Linked DNA regions of Zea mays: region 1 is linked to region 2. Evidence: chromatin contacts called from public Hi-C data. All regions are on one chromosome and are shown on one strand. Each heading gives the region's core, a stretch centred on a gene start, on an enhancer-like site or on the middle of the called end of the contact. The rest is flanking DNA. Distances are from core to core; before and after follow the strand shown. Region 1 holds the start of LOC100192509. Region 2 holds the start of LOC100192013 (Protein STAY-GREEN LIKE chloroplastic).

Region 1 (2,700 bases), core at 22-2,521, 150 kb after region 2:
CCGCCGCCGATTCTTGCATTGCCATCTCGACGACCCGCGACCTCAGAGCCGACAGCCGCTCGACTATAGCCCTGGCCAGGCAGCCGCCGAGCGCCTGGGCGAAGTCGACGGCCCTCGGCACCCGGAGGCCCGGGAGGAAAACGACCACGTCGCCGACGCTCCCAGGCCGTCTCCGGCGCGCCCCGGCGTCCTTGTGGCTCGACGCCCCGCACCCCATGCCTGTGGCTGTGCAGCGGAAGCGGCCCGCTTAGGTATCTATCTGCAGGCATGACGAATTCACCACGACATCAGGAACACAACAACAGACACACACACACACAAAAAAAAAACAGCGAAGAAGAAAGAGCTTCGCCGCACACGAAGAATTCACGGCAGAACCAGAAGATACCACGAAGAAAAAGAGGGTTTTGGAATTCCTTTTTTTTTTTGTTCCTTCTTCCTAGGCATACAAACGGGTTTGAAGAGAGAAATGTTCCTTCTCCCAACTCTCACCTTTGCGCTCGCTCCCTTCCCTCCGGGATTCTCGAGACCACCAGCCCCCGCCCGGAATCGAAGCCTCGACCAGCAGCAGCAGAGGCCGCCACTATCCCTCCCGCCCCCCCTGCTCCCGGCCGTCTCCGCGGTGCTGCACGCGCGCGCAGCACAAAGCACGCACAACGGACAAGGACAACACAAGCGAGCGGAACGGAGCGAGAGGCGACTGGTCTTATCCTGTAGACGTTCGCGGTGGTGGGGGACCAGGACCAGTAATCAGCATCGGAACCGTAGCGCAACTTGGCGTAATGTACGGCCAACCGGCATACTTTTCGCCCAGAAAAGACGTTTGCGTGTGTGTGTGTTTGGAAATCGGCCGCAAGTTGTGCCGTAAAGAAAACGCTGGGCGCGAGTGCCTGGCGCTAGCTGCTAGTGCTACCACCATGAGCAGCAAGCAGTAGGCCGAGCAAAGCAATGCATCACCGGCCGGAGAAGAGACGCCTCCGATCCACCGCCGTATATCGAAACGCGCGTTGGAGTTCGCTGAATCGGAAAGCTGTTTCGGAGATTGTGGCATCGAGCAGAAAAAAAAAATCCGGAGGAAGAGAACCAACGAACTAATCCCTCACCTCAACGACGTATGGGCAGCCCGCCCGCTAGCTGCTCCTTTCTAGCTGCCGGGCGCATTTCAGGGAAGAGGGAGGAACTCAGCTGTGTTCGATGCAACTTCTTTGTTCCTCCTGGTCCTGGTGAGCTGGACTGCAGGAGGAAGCCTTGAGAAGGGAGGGAGAGCAGAAGAAGGGAGAGGCCTACAGGGTTGATGAGATGACCTGTGTCTATCAATTATGAGGCAGGCGCACAGCTGGTCAGCGGCACGGAAACTCGCGAGGAAAAGATCTCGTGGTGAGTCATGCGGTCATGCCTGCGGGCTGCGGCACAAACCTGTGATCTCCCCGCTTGCACGACCGGCCGCCTATCACGTGAACTACCAAGGCTCAACCGCTTGTCCAGACACCTGTATGGCTGTGCCGATCGGTCGGGAAATTCGGAGTATATGATATGATAGGATATGATAGAATAGGATAAACCAGATGCCCTCAAAGAACTGGAGAGTCGACGCAACGCAACGCAAGAAAGACTTGACCGGAGTGTAAGGCAGGCGGACATTTCTTCTACGTCTTCTTCGGGCTCTGGAGAATCGCGGAGCGGAGCATGCAGCTAGCAAAATTCGGTCGGGCGGCGAAACAAAGTTCCACTTTTGCACTGGGACGACGGAGGGAGGACTCGTTCCTTATGCGTTTGTTTGGTTCTCTGGCCTGTGTGGTTCCGAGTTTGATTGGAACGAGCTAGCGTAGATGACGTACGAGTGCGTACGGTACGGAGAGCACTGTGCTTTTGGTACGTGTTGAAGCAGTCCTCCTACCCGATCGACGTCCGCGCAACAACTAATTAACTCCCAGCGCTGGATCACGGCATGACGACATGAACACACCCGCTTGCTTAACCCCTCCGGATCAGATTAAAAAATAAGCGCGGCGGCCACCCCCTCATCATAGACTCATAGGATCGCTACGCCTTTGTTTGGAGCGTTTTCGCGGTCTTACTAAAGGCGTGTTTGGTGTGGCGTCTAAGTCGCCACACCGCGCCACACTTTTAAGCCTCAGGTGTGGCGCCTAAATCGACCGCCACACATATGGCTTAAAAGTGTGGCGCGGTGTGGCGGCTTAGGCGCCACACCAAACACGCCCTAAATGTCGAAGCATAATAAGGGGCCCTCATGGTGATCGAGCCACTTATTAGGAAGCTGTTTGGTTAATTCGTATAAAAAACCAATCTATTCTATTTGACATAGTGCATCATGAATCCATTATATAAATTTAGTAAAATAAACTCATTTATGATATTATCAGTAATTATTAGCCTACGAGAAATGAAATGGTGATAGGATACACTCCTTCCATTCCACAAATTCAACAAAAAAGTGAGAAAATGCATTCCACAAAATCAAACAAGAAAGTGAGAAGATGATAGACTATCTCATTCTTGAAACCAAACATGTTATTGTTCTATTATTAATTAGTCACGCACAGTAACGGGTCAGAGTGATTAACAGCGTGAGCGCGTATGGGCTAGCTCTTAACCCCTTGGGACCTGAGCGAATGGACGCTGGCAATGCATTTTAATTTGTCTCACGGATTCTTGAGGGCAGACGGTACGGTTGCAGCA
Region 2 (2,700 bases), core at 82-2,581:
CTGAGAAGGGGCTGAAGGAGGGGGGCACTGAAGTGATTTCCTTGGATGACTGATCCAAGACATGGAGAGTCTGTGCTCGGCAAAAGTAAAGTGTTTTGAATAGCTTTAGTCACTGGGTTGTGACTAGCATCAATCAAGTCTGCTCTTTTTGCTGCATCTCTGGGCTGGGTCTATCGTTTATGCAATACAATGCTTTTTCTGATGATGATTATATGAATAATATAATCCCCAGACAAAGCAGCAACCATTACAGTCAGACAGAGATGCAGAATGCTTGGTGGGTTTGCTTGATCACTCTATAGTCCGTCCGTTCATTGTATAGGCGGCTGAATCAAAATCAGAGGAGAAGGGCGAGCAGGGCGTTAAAGATAGTCTTCTTCTTGGTGATGGCGCTCTGCAGTTGGTCCAGCTCCAGCAGGTGGTGGTTCCTCCTGGTAGTTGTGGCAGCCTCCCAGAGCGGGCCCCAGCACTCTAACCGGTTGTACTTGCGAGAGCTGGAGTGGAAGTGCACCCACACCTTGGCCTCCATCAGCTCCGGCCTGTCGGCGAACAGAGCGGCGTCGCCATGAACCACCGCCTTGAGGACCTTGATGCATGAGACCAGATCCATCAATCATCAGCCTACTGTCTATAAGGTTAAAGTTGGTTAGTTGGAACGCACGTACCAGCGGTAGCTCCTTGGAGAAGACGTAGTATCTGAAACCTGCGGCCAGCTCCTGCAGGAGGTTGGCGCCGCTGACGAAGCAATGCACCTGCAGCGTCATCTCCCCGGCGGTTTCCTTCCACTCTGCCACCACGTCGTCCCTCTGCAGCGTCGACTTGCGCAGCTGCTCGCTACTCATCACGCCCAGCGTCAGGTTCGCCGTCAAGTCGCAGTGGGTCAGAGTGTAGGCTCTGGGGAAAGGAGGCCGGAGCTCCTCCCCGGCGAACTCCACCTTGAGCTTCGCTGCATTGAAGGTCGTGGGAGGTCCCAAAATCTTTGCGGCCTGCAGCAGATGTATATATATCGACACACATTTTAACTAACTAACTAACTAATTAATCAATCAGAACAAAAACCATGCATAGCATACCTACCAGGGAGCAGTAGGCATCCGCTGTCCTGGCGTCGCAGCTGACGACCAAGAGACGCGGCGGGCCACCCATCCTCCTCCTGCTCGCAACGAGCGCGCGGCTACGGGCCGCCATGGATGCTGCTGCCGCCATCTTCAGGGTCAGACGATGCAGGGGCAGCAGGCCAGGCCCCCCTAGCTCTCTCTCATGGTAATGCGGTTGCGGTGTCTCTTCCTCTCTTCTGTTCTTGGTGTTAATGCGGCCGGCGACGTCCAGGAGGGGTGCGGTGTGGAGTACTGGAGGAGGAGAGGAGAGCTGGGGAGGGAGGGACGTGGCCGCTGCGCCGGTTTGTGGCTGTGGAAGCCTGGAAGGAAGGAAGAAGGTTGACGGGGCACCAAGCGGCCCTCCCTCCAGCCACGGGAGACAGCTGGCATGTTTCTACTGGCTGTCCTGTCCCAATAAGGATAACGGCACTGACGACGACTTGAACGACTCTAGGCAAGGAGGCTCCAGACGACTTCAGGTAGGGAACAGAGGATCTAGCTCCAAGCAATGTTAGAGTTGGTGTCAATGAACCAAGGGTATTCTTCCATCTACTATTTTTCAATTTAACTCTAACAAACAAGTGCTAGTTTCAATCTGTAGACACAATTTAACTAACTGCGATTTTTTTGTGATTCATAGGCAAATAGCATCAAAATTGAAAATCATGGTTAGAGTTGAATCGTATTTTAGTTTGCTGGAGGCCCCAAAGCAATATTGCAAAGATAGCTATAATTTGTTGCAGCCAGTTAATGACATTGCTCAACATCGTATATGGGGGTCTAAGAAATACTTAACACTATGGTGTGAGTGCAGCGATGATGAAGTGTATGTTGAGATTAAAAGTGACGAAAATTTGCTGGATTGGTTCCAATTGAATATAGAGAAGGAAGAAGCGAGTTGCTAAAATCAAAAGTTTTGATAGTCCATTGCAGTTTTCTCCAACCAAACGTAGGTGTCATCCTATGTTGTATTGCTGATGATGTCTATATGCTTGAGAGCTTGAGCCTGAGAGTGTCCGTGTTCATTGAAAGAGAAATAGGGTTTAAACCTTTTTCTAAATGATTTTGGTGGTTTAATGTCCAACACAAATTAATTGGACTAACTAGTTTGCTTTAGATTATATATTCTATAGATGCTAAAGGTTCAACACAAACCAATAAAAAGATCTAAGTTAGGGTTCAAAAGAAAAGAGCAAAAGAAACCGAAGAGAACCCTGGTCTGGCACACCGGACTGTCCGGTGTGCCACCAGACAGTGTCCGGTGCACCGGGGGCCGCACAGTTTAAACTCTTCACCTTCGGGTTTCTCAGACGCCGCTTCACTATAATTCACCGGACTGTCCGGTGTGACAGCGGAGCAACGGCTAGCGAGCGCAACGGTCGACTCCAAGGGTCGTCTGCAACGTGAACAGTGCGCGGACAGTTCGCGCAGAGTCAGAACAGCGCCAGAAGGCGCACCGGACAGTGAACAGTGCCTGTCCGGTGCCCCAAGATGTCAGAGCTCCAACGGTCGAAACCGTCAGAACCCTAACGGTTGGGTGATGTGGCTAGCGCACCGACTGTCCGGTGCGCCCATCGACAGACAGCCTCCCCAACGGTTGGAT

What was found. A called contact is a pair of places that touch in the nucleus more often than the background predicts.
Region 1: a Hi-C map of ear shows a contact between it and region 2, with 1.7 times the contacts expected there. The contact joins the promoter of LOC100192509 here to the promoter of LOC100192013 in region 2. A contact is called at or near these places in 3 of 25 Hi-C or Micro-C datasets (ear, leaf and tassel).

Annotation. Positions count from the first base shown.
Region 1 is chr2:28,218,120-28,220,819 of Zm-B73-REFERENCE-NAM-5.0, forward strand. It overlaps LOC100192509, which reads right to left and starts at 1,272. Exons shown (of 12, transcript NM_001308359.1): 1 at 1,104-1,272; 2 at 493-625; 3 at 1-259. The coding sequence starts at 217.
Region 2 is chr2:28,068,778-28,071,477 of Zm-B73-REFERENCE-NAM-5.0, forward strand. It overlaps LOC100192013 (Protein STAY-GREEN LIKE chloroplastic), which reads right to left and starts at 1,332. Exons shown (of 3, transcript NM_001137437.1): 1 at 1,078-1,332; 2 at 666-986; 3 at 1-586. The coding sequence starts at 1,206. The coding sequence ends at 338. It overlaps LOC100384583 (Protein CHROMATIN REMODELING 24), which reads left to right. Exons shown (of 20, transcript NM_001347190.1): 20 at 1-255. The coding sequence ends at 53.